Regions from separate parts of the Hordeum vulgare genome. Here region 2 is linked to region 1. A link is a contact called in public Hi-C data. All regions are on one chromosome and are shown on one strand. Each heading gives the region's core, a stretch centred on a gene start, on an enhancer-like site or on the middle of the called end of the contact. The rest is flanking DNA. Distances are from core to core; before and after follow the strand shown. Region 1 has its middle 31 kb from the start of LOC123430644. Region 2 holds the start of LOC123427471.

Region 1 (7,110 bases), core at 1,662-4,161:
TTGTGGAGATTGTCCCGAGCAATTTGTACGGGTTTCGGTGACCGTCCCAAGGGTTACCAAAGTGTACGGGTTAGGTAACCGCCCCAAGCGTTGCCATTTGTAAGGATTCGGTGACCGCCCTCAAGGGCCCTTAGTGGAATAACGATATCTTGCATTGTGCGAGGGCGTGAGAAGATTACGGTGGGCCTAGTGGCTTCTTTGGAAGCATTGTGTCTCCACACCGCTCCAAATAGATATTAGCATATCCAAGTGTGTGAACTTCGGGATACATCATCGTCTTCGCGTGCCTCGACTATCTCTTACCCGAACCCTTTATTTATGCACTTTATTTTGTGATAGACTTATTATTTCTTGTTATATATCTTGCCATCACTTAGTTGTTTATCATGCTTAGCATAAAATGTTGGTGCACATAGATGAGCCTTGTTGTTTTAGGTTTTGTGCTTGACCAATTAAATATTAGTTCCATTCCCCATTTATTGAAGCTATTATTATTTTAAAGCGTCTATTCACCCCCTATCTAGGCGACATTCATGTCCTTTCACCTGTTTAATGGCGGCATATGGACGGACCGGGCATTGGACGGACATGGTAGATAGACGTCCCGTCCCGTCCAGCCACGCGTCTACAACATTGAACAAATGTGGACCCGAGAGACGCGTCGCGGACGCCGCCCTAGGCCGACGAGCCGCTTCAATTCTATCGCCGAACCACCAGTGAGAGGTCGCGTCCGCTCTTCAATGGAAAGAGTCCGCTCTACAACGACATGAATGTGGGCAGCCGGTGTCGGCGGAAATCGCACATGGAAGAGGGGTGGGCGAGTGCGATCAGAATCGGCCAAAGTAGTGGTCGGGACTTTCATAACCTTCGCCACATTTGTCTTCGCTTTGTCGAAGAAATTACGTCCGGACCGTTCCGCAAATCAATATAACACCGCATCGAAAATGCGTTCGGCATCTTTAAACCTTTTAACGTCAATATCCACATGGCACATGGATGCTGCTGCCGGTTTGCACAAGTTAGAGTCCATGTCCACCAGGCCTGTGATTTCGGATCTGGTTCGGACATGTAAGCCTCATTCATGAGGCCTGCTTATTCATGGCCAACAATGTCTTCCTTGCGTGATGCAATGCAAAGCCGACCGAGCATATACGTACAGCACCTGCCGCCATGACGACGTGAGGGAGACTCTCAACTGTCCTTTCCCACCTACAGTTTGCCTGACGTAATTGTGGCGCACCTTCAGGCCATCAGCCAACTACTCCGGCCGTCTTTGCTTATGTCGGACTATTTTTTTCTTCGAAACGAGTCAGAACAATTATCTCATTGGTTAATTAAAAAACAACTGCACAGTTAATTTACGGACTAAACCGATTGAAAATTAATACAAACAAACTCACTCAACACGAAGCAAAACGATAACTCACGTAACAGCCAGAATCCTCAACACTTTTACAATGCAACGGAACCCCTTCGAGAAAACTGACAACAACGACTTAAAATACCAAAGCCACGTACAACACGAGAAACCCAACATTATTCATCACGAAATCACCGACGAGAACTCGAGAAACCGACCATTATTCATCACGAAATCACAGATGCCTTCGCTTTCGCATCATCAATCATAGAAACCTCGAGCTGCTCATTTGACAAATATGAATCTTGTTCCTCAGCCGAGGTCACCGATGTGTCCACCTTCATATAATTCATTGACAGACTGAGACGTAGCTCACTAAGCTCGGACATGATCTACAACACCGGAGCCACGAGCAGGGCGATGGACTCACCCTAAGAGGTAAACAATATAAAAAGGAAGGTAGGCATCGACGATGAATTGTGTCCAACATGAGAGGAGAAAGAGCCATATAACTCCACCCCTATCCTTCAGGGAGCAAACACCGACCACACAAGGAGGATGCGACGTCACAGAGGTATGCAACATCAACTTCGACGGGAAAGTGAGCCGGTCGTGGCAGAGCGACACACGCCCAACACCCACGGTGAAGGGCCTTGAAGGGGAGACCCACAGTCGGGCTATCACACTAGCAACATCTCTCGGGGTCCCTCCACCTTGCCATTTTGCAAGTTTTTTTTTCATTCAAATTTTTTCACTCATGTTCGAGGTGAAAAAAATAAAGTACAAAAAAATCATGAAAACATAAGAAACATTATAAAAATAAAATGGGAAAGAGAAGAAAGACCAACAGTGGAGAAGTAGAAGAATCTCGTTGTCTTCGCTCATGTTAGTATTTCAGGTTAGAGTTTCATAATCCTCACACGTATGGTGCTCGGACAGATGATAGTACTTCCTCCTCGAGTTCGTTTGTGTGAACGTAGTTAACGAATCTCCGGCGTAGGTTTCCACCATCTCCTTGGGGTTGTAAAGTTAGGATTTCTTGTTATCTGACGAAATTTACTGTCAGTCGTTTTCTGATCTATGCGAGGGTTGAGCGACGACGACTATGACCCTAGGGTGTTGGTCCTTAATGGCACGTGCAAAAGGAATTTTGGCTATCATCGACAAGATCAAGCCAGCTCCGATAGAAAAGCGGTACGTCGACGGCTCGTTATCTTATAATCTTGATGTAATTTCTATTATATTTGATATTCTTTGTACTTTACAATATATCTGATATTTTTACGAAAAAAATAATATATGACCAACGGCAGACGTGGTAAGCAGTCTCAATAAGAAAAGAAAAGACGTAAAATAGGAAAAGGAAAACAGGGGGAGAAATGCCTGGTGAACCAGCCCAACATGCTGGACACCTATCTAGGTGCTTATATGACAAAACAAACTGATATCCAGAAAATAAAAGGTATCTAGCGCCTTTTTTTGGCATCTCCTATCCAAAGAGCTCCTATACGTTGCGCGCTGCGTTCGATTGGCGCGCCTACACAAGGACAGCCCTCGACAGGTCCGGTCCATTGTGAGATTTTTCACAGTTTTAGCTCATAAGACGTAAATAATTCACAGAATGAACTCGATTTGAAAGTATTTTCGGATCTGACTCTTTTAGAAACGCCAGAGCCCGTGGCTTTGCTGCTTCACGTAGAAACGCCAGTCTATCGTGACGTTTCTGGTCCACATTCAGACGCCAGTCTAGCGTCGCCTTGTAGTCAAACTTAGCAACGCCAGGGGTGCTGGCGTTGCTATCCACGTAGCAAACGCCATTGACAATGACGTTGCAGCATTGGTACGTATGTTCAGCGCGCGCGACGGGTCTCGCGTTGATGATAGGATATGCATGGGATGGGATCGGCGCCGGCTGGCTGCTGCTACCACTAAAGAATAAGCATGTTGCAGGATGTGCAACTAGGCCTATGTCTATTGTACCGCTGACAGGTTGCAGCATTGGTACGTATGTTCAGCGCGCGCGACGGGTCTCTCTTTGCAGCATAGAAATGAAGTGCACTGTCCATGCATACAATTGAAGTGGTAGCAGACTAGTCAGCGGTACAGTGAACATAAGTGGTCAGTTACAGCGTGACACTGGCCAAAAATGACAAGAAACGAACACATAGACATAGGCCCAGTTGCACATCCTGCAGCATGCTTATTCTTTAGTGGTAGCAGCAGCCAGCCGGCGCCGATCCCATCCCATGCATATCCTATCATCAACGCGAGACCCGTCGCGCGCGCTGAACATACGTACCAATGCTGCAACGTCATTGTTAATGGCGTTTGCTACGTGGATAGCAACGCCAGCACCCCTGGCGTTGCTAAGTTTGACTACAAGGCGACGCTAGACTGGCGTCTGAATGTGGACCAGAAACGTCACGATAGACTGGCGTTTCTACGTGAAGCAGCAAAGCCACGGGCTCTGGCGTTTCTAAAAAAGTCAGATCCGAAAATACTTTCAAATCGAGTTCATTCTGTGAATTATTTACGTCTTATGAGCTAAAACTGTGAAAAAATCCGTCCATTGTCTTGCGAAAACAGAGAAAAAATCACTGTAAAATGATTTTGGCTGGGCATTTTTCCCTGTCCGGTTTTAGGCTGTTTTTTTTCTGTTTACATTTAAATTTATCATTTCCGTATTTTTCAATTTTGTGAACTTTCTCAAATCCGTGATTTTTTTATTAAATTCATAAATTAGGGTAAAATCAAATTTGTGAACTTTCTGTCTCAAATTCGTGAACTTTTTTCAACTTCATGAACTATTTCTTGTAAATATGCGATTTTTTTCAATTGCATCAACGATTTTGTCTATGTTTTGTGAAATTATTTCAAATTCATGACCTTTTCCCATCAAGTATGACATTTATTTTTCATTTTTTTGTCTTAAATTTTTAACCTTACTTCAAATTCGTGTACCTTTTAACTCGAACTTATGATAATTTGTAAGTTTGTGATTTTAAAAATTATTGATCTTTTTCCTTTTGGCAAACTTTTTTCCTCGTATACATGAGCTTCTTTTAAATTCATAACGTTTTCCTAATTGCATGGTTTTCTTAGATCCGTAAACTTTTTAAAAATATGTGAACATTTTCCCATATTCATGAACTTTTGCAAATTCGGAGTCTTTTTTATCCCATTCCCTATCCTTCTTTCAAATTTGTGACTTGCAAATCCATTATTTTTATAAATTTGATAACAGTTTTGAAATTGTGTTTTTTTTCAAATCTATAGACATTTTCATTTTCGTAAACGTTTCTCGAATTTGTGAACTTTTCTATGAAATCAGTGAACATGTTTTAACTAAAAAAACGGCTACCTTTTTTTGTGTGAAAAATAATACAACAAAATAGGAGAAAAATAAATAAAGAGCGAACACAAAGACAAAAAACAGCAAGCGACCGGGCGAGTTTGCGAGACACATGCCTATACCTTGCTTACAGGTAGCTCAAGGTTTTTTCTCTATCAGCTATAGTACAAGGCCGGCCCGTCAATTCGCTCGCACGCTGCTCTCGCTACGTTCGATTCGTTCGGTTCGCTTAGTTTTCTATCCTATTTTTTTTCTTGTGTTTCTTTCAGTTTTCTTTATATCATCATTTGTTTTTCCGGTTTTCTGTCTTTCTTTATTTTTTCTGCAGTTTCATTGCTTTCATTGTTTTTTTGGTTTCTTTATCGGTTTTCATAGGTTTTATTTTCTTTGGTTTACATTGTTCCTTCTTTGGTTTTCTTCTTCACCCGTTTTCCTCTATTTTAATTTTTTCTTTGTTATGTAGTTAGTTCTCTTTTATTTTTCACTATTTTTTTGTCATTCTTCGTTACATTGTTTTTTGTTTTATTTCGCATTTCATTTTTTGTTTCTTAATTTTCATGGGGTTCAACACAGGTTAACTTATTTTCAGTAAACATTCAACATCTTTCGCATATATCAGAAACAATTTTATATACACTTTTTTAAAAACTTATATTTCTAATTTCTAGTTTGTCCATACAAAATTTATATTTTTGGTATATATATATATCTAATTCATTTTTCTGATACACGTTCACAAATTTTGAATACAAGATTAACATTCTTTGAATGCATGGTTAACTTTTATTCCATAGAGCTTTTTTACATTTTAAAATGTTTGAATAACATTCTACTAAATAAAAGCTTAACTTTCTCTGATACGTGATCAGTAATGTTTTCAATACATATTTAGCAATTCAAATGCTGAATTAAAAAATTTCATATACAAGTTTCATACTTTTGGAAGACACGGTCAACATTTTTATATATAGATTTATAAAAAATAAATGCCTGATTAATATTTTGAAAATAGAAGCGACATTTTTAATACATTGTCAAAAATTATTAATACACGGTCAACATTCTTTCTATATATTTTAACATTTTAAAATGGTTGAATAACATATTTCAAATACAACATTGATTTTTTTGAATCCATGGTCAACCCTTTTTGAATACATGATCAATATTTTTTTACATATTAAATATTTTTTTCTCAAATGCTTGATTTATATTTTTTAAAAAGAATACAAGATTAACGATGTTTGGAAGTGTGAACATTTTTAACACTGCACAAACAGTTTCCAAAACTTAAATATTTTTTCAAAACATGTGTATTTTATTTTTATTTTTAATAAAAAGAGGGGGCACAACTGTGACTATCAGAAAGGGAGAAAAGCGAGGGGAAATCATGCTTCTTGCTCGATATTTTTTCTATTTTTTTGTGAAAAAGAAGTTTGCTGAAATCTATTAATATGAGATTTACTCCATCTATTCCAGAATATAAGAACATTTTTGACACTACACCAGTATAAAAAACGCTCTTATCTTATGGTACGGAGGGAGTAGTTTTGAAGTTTTTGATGCGAGAAATTCAACACTGAAAATGGTTAATGATTTGGACGTATGGTTTAAAACAATAAAATGTTTTAAATAAATTAATATATGAAAAAGTAAAAACTCACATGACACCTATCACACTCTAGAAAGGTAGGAGTGACCTTTGCAAATGATTCCCCTAATTAGGGAAGCAACTATGTGAGGATCGCTCCTTTGGGAGACTTCCAAGGGTCACTCACACGCGCTGCCACTTGTTGCGTTTTGCCGCTGCAACGTATCAAGTTTTAGTCGTTCCCTTTGAATTTTTTTGCACACGTTTTTGGTTTTTAAATGTTTTTTTTGCAATTTTGTTTGGTGTTATGGTTTTTTCAATGGTCTTTCTTAGTTTCTGGATGATTTTTTATCAAAAAAAATATATTTTTGCATGCAAAAACGCGTTTTCCTTCTCAAAAGGTACGGGTTTTCTACCGCGAGAGGTAGAAATTTTCTTCCATGAGAGACACACCGTGCCTCTCGGAACCAAAAAACATGTTCTTCATTTTTTTCCTTTCGCGAGAGGCACGACCTGCCTCTCAGAAACGGGGAAAACATGTTTCCTTATTTATTTTTCTTCCTAGAGAGGCATGAATTTATTTTCGTGAAAGGCATTCGTGTCTCTCGGAAACGAAAAAACGAGTTTTTTGTTCCTTTTTCTTTCGCGAGAGACACGGTAATGCTTACGCGAGAGGGACAATACTGTCTCTCGGAAACGGAATAAAAACTTGTTTCTTTTTCCTTTCACGAGAGGCACAGTTTTGCTTTCGCAAAAGACATAGATTTGCTCCGCAAGTGGCACGTCTGTGCCTAGGGACACGTTTTT
Region 2 (6,777 bases), core at 1,791-4,290, 450 kb before region 1:
GTCATCCACTCCTCGAACCTCTTCTTCATGACATCCTCCTTGTATGTGCGGTGATACCTGGCCATCCACTCATCATACCTCTTCTTGAAGGCTTCCCCCTTCAAGGCCTCCTCACGAACAAGATTGCGACCTGAGATAAAAGGTGAGACAAGATTCATGATGAGGATCAACTAACAAGGCCACAGATCCAGGGGCTGATCAGTTTAATGCCAACATTTGCCTTTCCAAATTTCAGCAAGCCAAAGTTGGGGCTTGGCAACATATTGTCAGCCAATAATTTTAAAAGTTATGATTGGTATTTTGCCAACTACTAATGTAATTTGCCAAATGACATAGCCACCTAGGCATGCCAGTTTCTGTTCGCATGCTAAATATTGGCAAGGCACCTATTTGGCCCCCAAATGTAGATCTGTTTCATGCATATTGGCCCCTCTGCATCCCCGTTTTGATACGATACCATATTACTAATAGGTGCAGTAATTTGTTCAAAACTTTCAAATGTGTAACTATGATGTTGTTTAAATAACACAGAGAGATTTCAATTCCAATTAGCGTCCAGTGGAAAAATCTACGTGAATAGAGTTCCAATTCTATTGACATAGTCCAATTAATTGGATTAAACTATATCCTCTGAAGCTAAACAGTTCATCCAACATCTTACTCCTCCTTATATGGCGAGACTCTCTCTTTTACAAGGCAAGACTCACCCTCTTATAAACAATAGCATTGAGACTATACTAGCCCACTAGTTGATTTTTCGCTGATAGTAGTTTAATATTGCTTTAGAGAAACAAATTAGTAAATCGACTGCAAGCATATTACATCAGAATTTCAATTCAATTACTCAACTTAGATAAATCCAATATGTAGGCTTAGGTTTGAAGATTTTGAATTAAAGTTATGCATCTGCACGACCATAAAAATGAAGGCACGTGCACGGCTAATAATAAAGCTCAGAACAGTAAATAGTCACAATCAACACCATAGCTTACACAACTACTATGTATTTTCCTACTTGCCTACCAAGTTGCCCATGCCACAGCCCATTTGATCTCTTGCAAGGTACAGCAAAATTTTGGTATATATGGCTTGCTAGTCATGCCTGCATGCATATCTGTATTACTAGAGCGGATACATTTTCTGGTTCATGTCTCGTTGATCCAATTAAGAATCCAATCAAACCGGTTAGTGCTCAACACTTGCAAACAAACTAATTTGAAGAATACTGAGCTTGAGGAACAGGGCCAGTAAGCTAACCATCGTGAACGTAGAAAGAAACAGTTTCAGGTGCTCCATATGGACTATGGAAACAAAACTTGTACGTTCCACCCCTTGGAGCATTAAACTCAAATTTCTCGCCAGATATTCCCTTCAACGTATATACAGTGTTACCGCCTCGTGAAGTTACCTATGTTCACAAACAGTATTATCAAACATGAGCAAGGGGGTCCATGGATCAATTGCTAAATGAAACATACTAAACAATTATTAACAACAGCATATAAAATGCAATTGCTCATAAGCAAACATAACATGTCAAAAAACATCAGATTAGCTTCTAGTGTGGATATTAACAAACTAAATGAAAATAGGGGAACATGTAAGTCTTTAAACTAAATTGAATTAGTAACTATTAAGAAATAAATAAATGTTCAGATGCGAGAACTGAGTCCAGACAAATTATTCTTTTTACAATCGTAGCAGATAAAGTAGGACCAAGTTGGGTATCCCGTAATAACCAGCAAATGCTGTTGAGCATGATGAGCAACATAAAGTTGATTATATAGTTGCAAAACAAGTTCTGATAACAACAAACCTAAAACCTAATATAAAGAAATTGGTATGAAGTGAACCGAGACATATAAACTAATATATCTAAACCTAAAACTTCACAGCAATTTGTTGTAGCATGCTGAAGCTACCATTGAGGTAAGAAGAAACTTAGATACTTGATTTGCCTCATAGAAATCGTTAAAAATATGGCCTCGTGTATTTATCTAAAGTACCACACCAGTTCACTTTGCACATTGTCGATATGCATGATACTCCACCTATATGTGCATCCCCAAAATTTCAATTTTTTCGACTTAAAAAGAAAGATAAGAAAGCTGATACAGCGCTGGGGATTGCGTCGATACAGCGGCGACATGGGAGCGCAGCCCAGAAAGCTGGGCGCTGGTGCTGAGCTGCGGATGCTTCTGCTTTGCATTAGCTTGTATCTCGTATGCAACCATGATGTATATTGATGCTGCTTGCTGCAGGTGAGCTGCTGATTTTGCTCCTGCGCTCTCTAGGGAGTGACATACCGACATGGGCATCTGTAGGCAGTGGCATGACACTATGACAGGCAGCCTATCTTCAATTGGGGGGGACTGTTACTGTTCTGTGTATCTCAAATCCAAATACTATCAAATGATGTACGTAGTTTGCAAGCACCAATAGTCCACCAGGAACTGAGGGAGTAGAATAGAAGTAAACAAAAATCATGCAGATTACTAATCGCCAAATCGACAAGCCGAATCGCAGATCCCCGAGATTCGATGCGGGACCAAATTCAAGCCGGCAGCCCCCATAATATAGATCCATACGAACACAACCCATAATCGAGTACGTACAAATCAACCAGAAGATCATGGCATCCAAATCAAATCCGCGCGAAGAATGCGATGAGGAGGAGGGAGATGAATCGGGCGAGTACCGTGAAGTCGATGCCGGGGTCGGGGCGGTCGGAGCTCCAGAAGATGTCATGGTCGACGACGACGAAATCCCCCGACACGAAGTTGCCCTCGTAGGGCACCAACTCGTGGATGCAGTCGCCGGTTTCGGCGGCCGCCGCCACCAGCGCCGCTGCCAGTACCAGCAGCACCACCGCCGGCCGCCACCACGCCATGGCAGCTAGCGCGACCGTGGAGACCCGGTCTGGATTCCGGGTTGGGCGAGGAGCGCGGCGAGCCGGTCGGTTTCGCTTGGGTTCGGGAGGAGAGAGAGTGAGGGCGACTCTGGGATCCCCGTCCGATCTCCTCGGCTACACGAGAAGTCGAGCACGGCCCGCAGTAATCGTGCCTTGGCGGGTCATGCCGGCCCACGTACCCAGCCTCCACACCCAAACACAACACGGGAGCTATACAAATCGGTTCGTCGACACGTCAGGTCCGATGGCCTGCTAGGCTTTTTAGTCTTTTAGGCTGATTTTATAGGCCGATTTTAATCTGTTGGATTATTTTCTATCTTATATATATATAAATAAATAAATAAACTGTAAACAGGTCGTGCCTTGTCGGCCCGTGTGTCCAGCCTTCAGATCCACGCACGGTCCGAAATGGGTTGCATGCCTGGCATAACCCGATTAGCCCGTGCCGTGCCTAATCCATAGCGTGTCGGACCGTCGTGCTTCTGGATTGGCCCAGAAAGCACGGCCCTTGTGGCCAGGTCTGAGTGAACGTGGCGGTCTTTTTTTTAACCTCGCAGTCGGGTCAGGTTTCACCGGACCTGATAATTAAATAGGAAGGTATGCTCCTTCACCCACGGCCACGAGTCCACGATCCTACTATGAGTATAAAAGCATACCCACGTCCGAACTGGATAACATTGATGTAGTATTGTCACTACGTATGTTAATAAATTCATAGTCAAAATCCGAACCGAATCTCTGATGAATCGTTTCATTGGCAACCAAGTTTTAAATATAACATCAAGAAAGATGATGAAATCACATTTACACTTGTACACATGCAAATAACACATATAGCATTAATTAGAACCATGACACGAGTGAGAAAACGGAGCACTATGTAAAAGATACTCCTTCTGTCTCAAAAATAAATGACTCAACTTTGAGACGGAAGGAGTGCAACACAGATTTTTAACATAATCTCATTCATCCTTCAACTATGACTCTCTAGACAATTTATTCGATGATTGCTTCCGAGTCTAATAAAATTAATAATATGAGCTTAAGAATCTCTAACATCCACTACAAAAAAAAGACACATCCCTGACATTATGGCTCAAGCAAAAACTTTTTTTCATGGATGTGACACTTCCATGACGATAATTATGATAAAACACATATCGTCATAAATGTGGTGGGCTCCCACTTCTATGACCAAAAAATTATGACAGAAAATGGGCTTTTCGTCATGAGCTGGTCGGAGACGCACCTGCATGATAGTCTTTGGGCCTTCCATGACGTAAAAGATTGTGGTAGAAGTGAGGGTGAGGAAATTTTTACGGATTTCCCGGTTACGGCGGGCAATCGGTGGGTGGTCGGGGCCGAGTGATGCAATGTGGTTTGCGCGTTTCTCTTGTACGCACGTGTTGGAAATATTCCCTAAAGGCAATAATAAAGTGGTTATTATTATATTTCCTTGTTCATGATAATTATCTATTATTCATGCTATAATTGTATTAACCGGAAAGAGTAATACATGTGTGAATATATAGATCACAATGTGTCCCTAGTGAGCCTCTAGTTGGCTAGCTCGTTGATCAATAGATGATCATGGTTTCCTGATCATGGACATTGGATGTCATTGATAACGGGATCACATCATTAGGAGAATGATGTGATGGACCAGACCCAATCCTAAGCATAGCACTAGATCGTGTTGTTCGTCTACTAAAGTTTTGTAATATCAAGTATCGTTTCCTTAGACCATGAGATTGTACAACTCCCGAATACCGTAGGAATGCTTTGGGTGCATCAAACGTCACAACGTAACTGGATGGCTATAAAGGTGTACTACGGATATCTCCGAAAGTGTTTGTTGGGTTGGTACGAACCGAGACTTGTCGGGACCCCGATCCTAAGCCATAGGAATCCAGCCTGTAACACATCGCATCTCTTTGCGGTCTCACGCACGGTTATCCCCACGGCTGCAACCTTACCTTAGCCGGGACCGTTTGCGCCTTTTGACTCGCGTATGCAATTGTGTCGCTAGCAATCCAATGACAAAGAACCCGGATCGACATGTCTAGTCATAAACCAAAGTGGCAGTTCCGCACAGGGACAGGCATACATGACCCAGCAAAGCAGGTGTCGGTCACCAGCGAATGTAGACGAGTCGTAGCAAGCTACAAGGACTCCATTATATCGCTTGACATTTCCCCAACGGGGACAAACACATCAGCTAAGAAGGATACATGCCAGTCAACCAATGTGTCCGGAGCAGTAGCGAACTACCATGGCTCGTTGGATCACAAAGGGGCATTTCCCTATAAGGAATGCTACTAAAGCCTATGGCTAGGTAATCGAACCCCATACATATCAAGTACAACACACGTACGCATGGCATACCGATATATATAGATACATCGATGGCATCACAACATAACCATAAACATACAAACTTTATTTAGAAGGCTCGGAAGAGCCACACACATAATATTACAAAGTAGGGGTCTCACGACCCATCATCACAAGTCATACACACAATTCTTACAAACCAGCGGAAGAGTAAAGTTGTCTGAGTACAGACAGATGGAAAGATAAAGGCACATGGCCTGACTATCTACAGACCCACCCTAGGGCCAGATCGTAGCTGGGATACCAGCTACTCGTCGTCGTTGATGTCTAGGTAGAACCCTCCATTAGGGTCATTAACAACCTCTGCAACAAATTCTTAAGCAAAGGTGAGTACAGAGGTACTCAACAAGACTTTAGGATAACTATCTACTCATGCAATGTATCAATAAGGAGTTGTGGGGTTTCATGCGAAAAGCCAGCATATGACTCATGGCTAGACAACTTGCATTTTTAAATAATTTTGACAACTTGATTTATCACACACGAGTCCACTAACACCACAACAATACTCCATCGTGGAATCATTCCGTCTCCATACGGAAATGCCGTCCACGACACTCACGCTTATCTTGACAATTTTATGAGTAGCCATTAAAGTTATCTATGAACAACATATGTCTCCAAGTAGTCCATATCTGCGGACGCGGCTATTCGAGTAGATCATAACCCTGCAGGGGTGTACTTGTTCACACATGCTCTCGCCACTTATCGCCATGTACACGTCATGCACCTCGGCAACCTTCAAGCGGAAGCCCAGCGAGGGAGTCGGCCACGACCGTTAACCACGCTAATACTTAGTCCAGGTCTATCGCCTATCTGAGGGTAACCCACACGGAAGTCCGGCCAAGGTTTCTGCCACGGCCCCAAACAATGTGCGCAGGGTTCCCCAAGCCCACCATCCGGGTGCCACTTGGTACACCGTGCCACTGCCTACCGCATCACAGCCCACCTCTCAGGTCAGCGCTATGCACGGCCTCCAGCATGACTATAAACACCAGAAACTACTTGCAACTCCTGGACCGAGTACTAAGCGATTAATAAGTCGAGGGGGTCAATTAAGTATCCCAACGTGTGGTAGTATCTAGTCTTGGATTACATACATGGAACTCAGTTCCTAAGGATGGTTCCAATGAAACAACCCGCCATGTACTCCTACATAGCCTTTCACCGGTACCTTTACCAAATCAGGTTCAACACACAACCTTTACTTACTGAACACATTCTCACAATTCTGTTCATCACCCAGATGACAGACCATACACAACTCTAAGCATAGCATGCATAGCAGAATAAGGCACATCATGGCTCAAGCATCTACCAGGTATGCTAGGTTGCAAGGTTCAACTATTTACTGTGACAAAGACAGGTCATGCAAAGGAAGTGGGTTCAACTAACGTGGCAAAAGCATTTGAAGCATTAGATCCTAATGCAATAAGTAAGTGCAGGAGTGAGAACATGGGATTTACCGGGAT

The links. Hi-C and Micro-C count contacts between places; a contact is called where the count stands out from the background.
Region 2: a contact with region 1 is called in a Hi-C map of leaf, with 3 times the contacts expected there. The contact joins the promoter of LOC123427471 here to the enhancer-like site in region 1. A contact is called at or near these places in 2 of 6 Hi-C or Micro-C datasets (leaf and seedling).

What each region holds. Positions count from the first base shown.
Region 1 is chr2H:586,209,447-586,216,556 of MorexV3_pseudomolecules_assembly, reverse strand. No RefSeq gene overlaps it. Among protein-coding and RNA genes, the nearest start is that of LOC123430644, 31 kb to the right of the region's middle. Within about 2 kb of position 2,911, at least 1 of the 3 cell types and tissues checked has open chromatin away from gene starts, as enhancers often do. A contact at or near this core is called in leaf, where this site is marked.
Region 2 is chr2H:586,661,545-586,668,321 of MorexV3_pseudomolecules_assembly, reverse strand. It overlaps LOC123427471, which reads right to left and starts at 3,040. Exons shown (of 3, transcript XM_045111525.1): 1 at 2,699-3,040; 2 at 1,258-1,408; 3 at 1-130. The coding sequence starts at 2,890.